Linked DNA regions of Rattus norvegicus: region 1 is linked to region 2. The links are chromatin contacts, called in public Hi-C maps. All regions are on one chromosome and are shown on one strand. Each heading gives the region's core, a stretch centred on a gene start, on an enhancer-like site or on the middle of the called end of the contact. The rest is flanking DNA. Distances are from core to core; before and after follow the strand shown.

What was found. Hi-C and Micro-C count contacts between places; a contact is called where the count stands out from the background.
Region 1: a contact with region 2 is called in a Hi-C map of the A7r5 cell line, with 2.3 times the contacts expected there. The contact joins the enhancer-like site here to the promoter of Cdkl5 in region 2. A contact is called at or near these places in 4 of 12 Hi-C or Micro-C datasets (the A7r5 cell line, kidney and liver).

Annotation. Positions count from the first base shown.
Region 1 is chrX:37,600,287-37,605,118 of GRCr8, forward strand. The region is part of intron 1 of Cdkl5 (cyclin-dependent kinase-like 5); the gene reads left to right. Among named protein-coding and RNA genes, the nearest start is that of Cdkl5, 36 kb to the left of the region's middle. Within about 2 kb of position 2,670, at least 2 of the 93 cell types and tissues checked have an H3K27ac peak or open chromatin away from gene starts, as enhancers often do. A contact at or near this core is called in the A7r5 cell line, where this site is marked.
Region 2 is chrX:37,564,201-37,569,048 of GRCr8, forward strand. It overlaps Cdkl5 (cyclin-dependent kinase-like 5), which reads left to right and starts at 2,178. Exons shown (of 18, transcript NM_001421533.1): 1 at 2,178-2,266.

The DNA.
Region 1 (4,832 bases), core at 1,420-3,919, 37 kb after region 2:
CATAATACATCTTGATAATCTAGAAATAAAAGTCTTTTTGTTCTTCTACAAGGGTGTCTTGTTTGCCAGGACAGTCTGCTTCCTGTACACATTTTCAGGTTAACCTGTAAATCTTTATAACAAATTGTTACTATTGATTGGGATTGAATTGGGTCTGTAGGTCTACTTATGACATCTTAAAAATGGTAAGCTTCTTCAGTCTTTCTCAAACTCCTCGATTGGGGATCCTGTTCTCTATCCAATGGTTGCCTGCAAGCATCTGCCTCTGTATTTGTCAGGCTCTGGCAGAGCCTCAACCCCATAGGAAGAACAACAATATCAACCAGTCAGAGCCCCCAGAGCTCCCAGGGACTAAATCACCGACCAAAGAGTACACATGGAGGGAACCATGGCTCCAGCTGCATTGTAGCAGAGGATGGCATTGTCTGACATCAATGGGAGGAGAGGCCCTTGGTCCTGTGAAGGCTCTTTTCCCCAGTGTAGGGGAATGCCAGGGTGGGGATGCGGGAGGGAGTGGGTAGATTGGTGGGGGAGCACCCTCATGGAGGCAGAGGGAGGGGGCTGGGATGGGAGTTTCCAGAGGGGAAACTGGGAAAGAGGATAACATTTGAAATGTAAATTAAAAGAAATCCAAGAAAAGAAATGGTAAGCTTTACTATGAAGAATCCTTTTATTTTTAAGGCCCCTTTAATTTTGAAAAGTATTGTTTTCATTTTATTGACCTTAACTTACTTAATTTTAAATTTTATTTAGATTGAAATGTATGGGCGTTTTACTTGCATGTAAGTCTGTGTACCACTGTGTGCTTCATCTCCAGAGCTGCCAGAACAAAGAGTCAGAGCCACTTGGACTTCAGTTACAGAAAGTTGTAAGGGACCCTGTGGGTCTGGGAATTGAACCTCTGGAAGAACAGCCAATATTCTTAATCACGAGTCATCTCTCTAGCTCCTTGTTTAGTGTATATGTGTGATGGTACACCTGTGGTCAAAGGGCAACTTGCAGGAGTCCTTGCCTTCCACCTTTCCTTCATGTTTTTTGGCTTGATGGCAAGATGGCTGAGCCATTTCTGCCCCCAAATTTTATTTAAGACAGAGCCTTACTGTGTATTTTTGGCTGGTCTGGTATTTATATGCAGCCCAGTCTAGCCTCAAGCTCATAATTGTCCTTATAGTTTAGGTTACATTACAGGCAGGTGCCACCAAAAATGGTATGCTTGATCTTTTAAAAAAATTGATTTTTTTCTTTGACAGTTTTATGTGTATATGATGAATTTTAGTCTTTTTCACAGTTAGCTAAGGCTGGCTGTAAACTTTTTGTGTGACTAAGAATGATTTTGAACTTCTAATTACCTTGCCTACCCTGCCCAAATTCTTAGATTGCAAATGTGTATCACTTTGTCTTTTTACAATTCTATGGTTTAATGTTATCACTGTCATATAGAAATTAATACTAACTTATATGTCCCCTATGTTGATAATGTTCATTTTCCCCTAATTTGTAAGCTAGTTTTTAAATTTTTTTATCTGTATAATTTGTCAGTAATGATAGTTTATTTCTCCGAAGTTTATATCTTTTATTTTCCTTCCAGGTATTATTATAGAGGAAGGAAAATGTCTTTCTTATAATAAAAATATACCCACTTCATATCCTTTTCCTTTGCAAAGCAGAAATTAAATAAGTTAAGATAAGAAAAATGTCAGCAATATTATGCTAATCCCACCCCCAAAAGGCATCATGCTATGACTGCCAATTTCCTAGGACTCTTGAGATATTTTAACAGATTTAAGTTTCAGGGAATGGTATAGACTTCCAGGGAAGCCAGTGCCAACTTGGGCTAAACCTCCCTGGGTCCTGCTTAGTAGTCCCATGGTGAGCTGAACAACCACAGAACACTGTCATTTCTCAAGATCACTTGTATTGATTTTGTTTTGTTTTTGAATTAAGGTGTTGGCTATGCCTATATAACTAATACTGGCCTGGAACTTGCTATATGGCCCAGGCTGGCATTGAACATGTGATCCTTTTGCAGAATTCAGCCTCCTGAGTACTGGAATTATAGGCCCCTGCCACCATACTCAGCTATGTCGCTTTTTCTTTATTCTCTGCACAGCCTTTTGCTTATCTGGATTTTATAGCAAACATTATTAAAAACTCAAATTCTTTCTGAATAAAAAACCACATCCTATTTTCATTTCTGAATTATTTTTTATTATAATCCCAAATCTTTTGGGTCCTCAATGGCCATGAGACTCAGTTAAACTCATAATGCCACAATGTTAATAATAATGCCACGAATATTTCTAAAGGTTGTTTAAACAAATCACTTAAAATATTTTAAATGCTTGAAATTTCATTTTGAGAGCACTGAGAAGGTAAAGGAGTTATAGATAATGGCTTACTAGTAGTTACAAGACTTCCCCCAAGTAATGGAGTTGGTATTGAAGCCACAGAGCATCCCTGGTGAATTCTTAGTCATTATTCTTAATAGTCTCCCACAGGAGGTAGCCCAGTGAGGTTTCCACATTTGCAGGAGACATTGCCTTGCTCTTGTGATACTGCATGGTACCAATGGAGAATGGAATTTCAGGAAGTCTAGAAACTGCATGGGGAGAGAAGTAGAGTATGTGTGTCGGTGTGGGCAATGTCAGGGACTGTTTGCCGAGGAGAATTCCAAGTTGGCTAGTAATTTGTTTAGTTATAGCCGAAGGATCAAGTGTTGCTCTAGGTTGTCTTCTGGCAGCGTCATATTCATGACAAAAGTGAGCAAAAGAAGTCTATGGGCCATGGTGGCCTGCCAAAGTCAAGAAATGGAGCGTGCTATGGTATCCCATAACTGTAAACCTATAGTTGGAAGGCTGAAGTAGGGGGATTGCTATGAGTTCCACACAAGCTTGGGCTATACAGTAAGTTACAGGCCAGCCAGAGGTTATAGAGGGAGACCCTATCTAAAAAGGTCAAGGTAATGAAAAATTCAGTGGCTGTTAGGCAGCCTCAAGAACTAGATAGAAACTTAAGAGTTTATTGCTGCAGGGTTACCTCCATGGGAAGAACTCCTGGTCATCATGATTGTGGCCTTTTAGCAAAAACTTAATGGAGGTAGGCAGCACAACTCGAGAGGCTGATGAGCTACTAGTGCACTAAAATGGAGCTTATGTGACAGTTTTATTTTTGGGTCATATGGCACTTTTGATGAGTAAGGGTTTCATTGGCTAATTGGTGGTTATAAGAGTAAGTAAGCCAAAACTAACCATAGTTTGTAGAAGGACAATAATATTTTTCCCCTTGCATTTTTTTGTCTTTCCCAGCTTCTGTCACATGATAGGGGTTCGAGGACTGTCAGTGGTATGTGTGAATCATCATGACTTCTAGAAATCATAAATGTTACTCAGATGAGCTCAGTTTTAAAAAAAAAGTTTATCTTTGACCAAACTAGCTGATTAAGTAATTTCATTCCCCTAGATTACAATATTTTAATAACAAGTTTAGAGGAAAATCTTATCCTAATTTTAGAAAGTGATGTATTTGAATTCAATTTGCAGATTTCAAGTTTGAAGAAAAATAGTGATGGCTGTAATTATAATCAGCAGATGAATGGGATGTGAGACCCATTTAAGTACAAAATATGACCTTAAATTAATTAATTCAGAATGTTCTGGATGCTCTTCAGACTGTGCTGACGTTTAGAAATTTCCTTTACAAGCAATATAAATTAAGTCGATGCTATAGTAAATTAAAGGATTCTCTGTGGAGTAAGCGGGTTTTGTTTTCGCAGCAGTGTCTTAGTGGATCATTTTCATTAGTTGCGTGTGCCTTTCTTGAGTTTTGAATTTATACAGTGAGGAAATTATTTTCTTTCCTGTCCTGAACATACCTTTTCTATTGTCTTCCAGGGAGGGAACTAGAAGTAGACGTTCAGAAATCGCAGCTGCCCATACAGTTTAAACATGCTTCTGTAGAACAGCGCCATCTTTCCCAGTGGTTTCTTCTTCTCTTCTCTATATGGAGTAATTTCAAACATATCATAGGACTATTTCTTTTAAACAAAGCATGAAAATAATTCTTCTGTTTATTTATTAGCATGACTAGCTTCCAATCTTCTTTTCTTCTACCCCGAACACATATTTTGGTCTTTATAGGAAGGGATTTTAATATATAATAAGTTTTTCAGAGATTAGTATCTAAATCTGGTACTTATAATTGTTCCTAGTCATGGTAGAATGTCTTTTCAATTTTGAATTATTTTTATGTTCTCAAATGTGATAGTCTAACTATAGTATTAATAGTGTCACAGTTATAGAAGAAATAGTTGATACTTTAATTTTTATGAAAATATATTATGTTGTTATGATTGTTAAATTCCAAATAGAAGGGACTGGAGAGAGCATTGATGAGACATTTGCTGTTCTCATTGCAGGTCTAGGTTCAGTTTCCAGTACCTACATGGTGCTCACAACCATTCATAACTCTGGCTACTGGGGATCCAATGGCTTCTTCTGACCTTGGGCACCAGCATATATATGGGTATATATACACACAGGCAAAACATTCATACACATAGAATAAAATAAGTAATTCTAAAAGAATCCAAATAGATCTTGAGGAATTTTTAGAAAAGTTGGCTGTGGAAGGGGCTCAGTTCATAAAGCACTTGCCATAGAAACATGGAGACTGGAGTTCGGATCCTGAGAACCTGTAGAAAGAGTGAGGTAGGTGTGACAGCCACCTGTAATTCCAGCACTCAGGAGGCAGAGACAGGTTCCTTCAGGCAAGGTGCCTAGCTAAACTAACTGATATTGTCCAGCTCTGAGTTCATTGAGAAGCCCTACCTTAAT
Region 2 (4,848 bases), core at 928-3,427:
TACAAATGCTACAGATTTATTTAGTTTGCCCAGAAGGTCATTGCATAAAATTCTTTTTGGACAGTGATTAAAAGACTTAATCAGTCTTCTACCCTTGTCGTGAATGTATTTGGATACAACACATGTATTATAAGTTATTATTTGTTTATGCAAAACTCAAATTTATGGAGGCAGCCTATATTTTCTCGGTCAGCCCTAAATATCTGTAGAATTATTAGCAGAGTGGGCATTTGCAGGGAACTATTATTGCTCTTTTTACAGAAGAAAGGACCTCAGGTAAATAACAGCATGATATTTCTTTAAAGCTCTTAGAATGTCTAGTCTTCTCTCAAAAAGGGAATTAACTGCACTGGATGTGGCTTCAATAAACCAGTGCTGAAAACCAGATCAAAGCAAAAGGCTGTGTTTGCCCATGGTATGGCTCAGTGGAAAATATCTCATTCGGCTACTTAAAACGACATTGAACTTACATCTGTGGTCATTCTGTCGCTGTTTTTTTCTTACCTTCTTCTCAGTCTGTTCAGAGAAACCATCCTTCCTTTGACTCCAAGGCAATGCTGCTGAAATTGCTAGTACAAAGGCACTGACAGGGTGATAATGCAGCGATTATCCCAGGAATTCTGGCTCCACGTGGGTGAAGCATGAGGTCACAGCACTGTGATTTTGCAACTGGAGGAGGCAGGAGCCTCTGCAAAGCCTGACTCCATTTTCCTTCACTGTTAATTCCCTGCTCCTACCTGGAAAATTCTCAAATACGCTTCCTGAGAAAGTGGGTGCCTTCAATTGCTTATGAAATAGTCACCATGTTATAAAAAAGAATAATCTTATTGGCTTGGTATCAAGTAGACGAACCTATTGTATAGCTACCAGATTGAAGCAGGAGTAGAGTAAATGGATTTTATCCACCGTATCTATTTTCTATTGCAAAAAAAAAAAAAATCATTTTGGGGTTGGTGGCATCTTCGACCTCTATACACTACTTATTTTCTGTTCCTTCCGAAAACCCAGAAGAACCTTTTCTTCCTCTCTGCTTTTTTAAAAGGTGGAAATCATGCTCTTTTTCATAGATTTGTCTGCAAGGTCTTTCATAAAAAATTATTCTTTTCTTAGTTAAAAAAAAAAGTGCAGTGGAACTATTGCTCTCTTATCCACTAGTCATCCTCACTAGAAACCTGATTCACGGTGGGTCTTAAGATCTTTATATTTCTACTGGTGCGGCGATGACTTCATTCCTTTTTTTTCTTTTACCAGCTGGGGAATCGCGTAAGACAGAGCAGCATCGGACAGGAGTAGAGTTGTGGTTTGCTGCTGCAGCCGAGGCTGCCGCGGTTTGCACGCGTCCAGCTGCTGTGTAAGGAATCCTCGGGCTGACAGTTCTTTGCTCTTAAGTCACCCCAGGGAATCGCAGGCTGCGAGATGAACGTGCATATGAATGTGTTTGCGCGCGCGTGCACGCACAGCTGCAACAGTTAGGCAGCAGCAATGGACTTCGTTATCATTTTTTTAAACCTACGACCGAGATAAGCCATCCTTCGTCCTTTATTTTCAAGCAGCGCCCGGACTCCCGCCCGAAATGTGCTCCCCGCCCTCCACCCACTCCGCGCACTGGTCCCCAGAGAGGGAGGCTAGGATAGCTGCGCTGCAGGCAGGATTCCCCCTTTTTTTTTTCTACCGCAGTGACAGGTGGATTCCCGGGCCTCCTCACCCCCTTCAACCCCCGCATCCACCCCTCTCTCAGTCACGATCTCTCCCTCCCCTTATCCTACTCCTCCCTCACTTCCCCCTCCCCACGTAAGCTCGCAGTTTGAGCCCCGCCCCTCCCAGCCTAGCAGTCCAGGTTGCTAGGGCCTGGCAGGGCAACCAAACCTGGTGCTCCAGGAGGAGCATCGCGAGCGCGCATAAGCGCGTCCGCTTAGTAGGGAGCTAGTACAAGAAATCCTGGTTCTAGGATTTTTTGGGGACTCGAGAACGAGCGGCGTGGGCGGGGCGCGCGAGCACGAGCTCGAGCACGAGCGCTTTTTCTTTATTGGCGCCTCTTGGTAGGCGGGGATAAGGCGGGACCTAGCGGAATGAGAGGAGCTTGCCGATTGGGTCAAATGGGCAGACGGGGGCGGTGCAATCATCAAATTAGGCTGCGCGTTTGCTCCGGCGAGAGGGCGGGGCCGGAGGTTTCGATTACTTGTCGCTACCGCTAGGGAGAAGGTAAAGCGGTGACGGCGGCCGCCGGAGTGGAGGCTTCCCCGGTAGAGGTGGGGGACTCAGTAGGGTGAGTAGTTGCGTCCGCCCCTCAGGCCGTCTCGTGTTGGCCGTGTGTCCACTAGCTTGCCTTTAAAGAGGGAACACAGTCGGTCCACTTAGGAGGGTGACAGAAGGGGTAGCAGCGCCGGTCCCTGCACAACGGGGAGACGCGTTGAGGGCGTCCCAAGCTGGAGTCTCCCTCGGCGATCCACCACGAGTCTCTAGGGTCTTCCCGGAAGGGCTGGGGCTGGAATTTTTGGTACCAAAAGACAGAGGGGGTTGTGCTAGACTTACGGTAGGTCGCGGTCGGACCCCGCGGGGCTCCCCCTCGCTGCAGGTCTGCGGTGTCCCCACCCCGCCGCCCCCGTGGCCAGGGCTCTCCGGGCTTGTGGCGAGGGAAGCCCTTTTCTGCTAGCGCCAAGGAGGGGCCCCGAAGCCCCCGCCCAAGTTCCCAGAGAGCCCGGGACCCGCAGGCAGCTTTGACTCGCAGTCCCGGTCCTTCTGACCTTGGCTGCCCCGAGGGTGGGCGAGCGCCCCGCCTGCAGCCCGGCAGGTTTCTGCCACCTTCCACAGGACAAGTTTCAGGCGTTACTGTGAAGTTCACGGCTGGCATGCTGGCAGAGAAGCAGAAATCGACCTCTTCTCAGACCTTCTTACCCTTTGGACCTTCATAGAAATTGAATCCTGGGGTTTGGAACCATCTGCCAGAACGAACAGGTCCTTTTCGCACTGACACGATTTTTTTTTTTTTTTTTGTGCCCACGTTGGGGTAAAAAATAACCTGGGCATATTTCAGTGTAAAAGCAGATCTTTCTTGGGGGTTTTGTTTTTTCGCTTCACTTGAGTTAGGCATGGCACAGATGCCTGGATAAGAAAAGCCTGACCTTAGTATCTACAGACAGACTAGAAGGATGCCGTGATATTTAAATAGTTGCAGATCAGTATTCTGTTAACACAATTATTTTTAATTGGCTGAAATTTAAGCTGATTTTAGAAAGTATTGATACAGAATAATTTCTTTCCGCGCATCTGATTTAGGCTTGTTTGAACGTAATGGTTATGTAGGCAGTATAAAAGATTACACAAATTAATTTGTCTGAGAGCATTTGACTGAAAAAAGGAGGCATAAATATGTATAGAATATAGGATTAGGGTTTTAGGTAACATCTGCTGGAACACTTCCAGCTTGTTTGTTTCTTGCTGTAGGGTTACAAAAAAGACATTTTTACTGAGACACTTTGGAATTACAGACTGCATAACATTTAGATGCAAATTCGTTTTTTAATTCCTTTAAGTGTATGAAAATATCTTCATAAAATGCAAAAAGGGTGTGTTTTCTTATCCCTGTATATCTGATGCTGAAAGGGGGAGTATAATCTTACATTTAACAACCCAACTAGGATTCATTAATAATAAAAACATAAAAGACCTTCATCTTTCCGAGAATATGGAATTTAAGTACCTAGCAAGCCTTTTCCTTATTAAAAGTACTATTTTAGGTTGGAGCATTTTTGGCGTTGATGCTGGAATGGGAGTAAGGAAGCCTGCAGCAGTATTACCAGTTTGACACCACCAGTGGGTGTTTCTGTTGACAAATGCAGAGAGGAGAACATTTGGAAAGGAAATCTTTTTTGGGTGGTGGGATGGGGTGGGTTAGGAGGGTAGGTGAGGGGAGAAGGAGCCAGAAGAGAGAAGCTGTAAAACTAAAGCCACCAACACTGTGTTGTGCTGGGCTTTGTACAAGTACAGGGGAACCTAATTAGGGAGAAAAATACCATTTGGCTGCATTAAAGAATAGAACTCCAAAAGAGGCATGCTAAATAAAGTTAACCATTCCAAGAGTGTTTAATAATCCGCCGCCATTTCTGAGTACTTGGGAAGAGGGCTTCTCTTTTGGAAAGGGCATCAAATTCCTTTGAATTGGCTTGCCTTTTAAACATGGTGCAGTGGTTCATTTGTTAGGTAGAAATAGAAACAGCGTATTGTCCTCATTGTGTGGATTTATCAGCGCTCCTAAGCCTGTTCCTTTTTATAATAAAAAGAACTTGGTATATTAGAAAAATATTCAGAAATAAAATTTCTTCCCCAGAGCGCATTACTTTTATCAACGCTTGCTTAATCTTATATTAATGACTTATTGACTTCTTAAGCACCCCCAGTCAGGGCTTTGATTTTGTTGTTTATGTCAGGGTCCTAACTAAATCTACCATGGTATATTCTTGAAGTTACTTAAATGAGACATGTATGCTCCCTGAGGGTTTTTTTTTTTTTTTTTGGAAAGGTTTCCATTGAGAGAAATTGCGGGGCCACCTCATAAATGAGTAATAGAAGGTTGCCTGATGGTGAGATTTCGAATTAAATTTATTCTGCTCCAGAGTCTACATTTGAGAAGAACCGGACTTTCTATGGCATTTTCTGTTTTGAAGGTGTAGTGTTCTTACAGTACAAACCTTCAATAGAGAGGTGGAGAAATTCCTCTAAGTATGCATCTTCCCCCAACCTGTTTCTCCACAGTGGCTAGGAAGCTATGGGAGATTCCCAGCCATAGTTGCATTGTTGAAAATGACAGCAGCTCCTCTTGCAGGAAGTTAGCTTTTCGGGATGATTTAC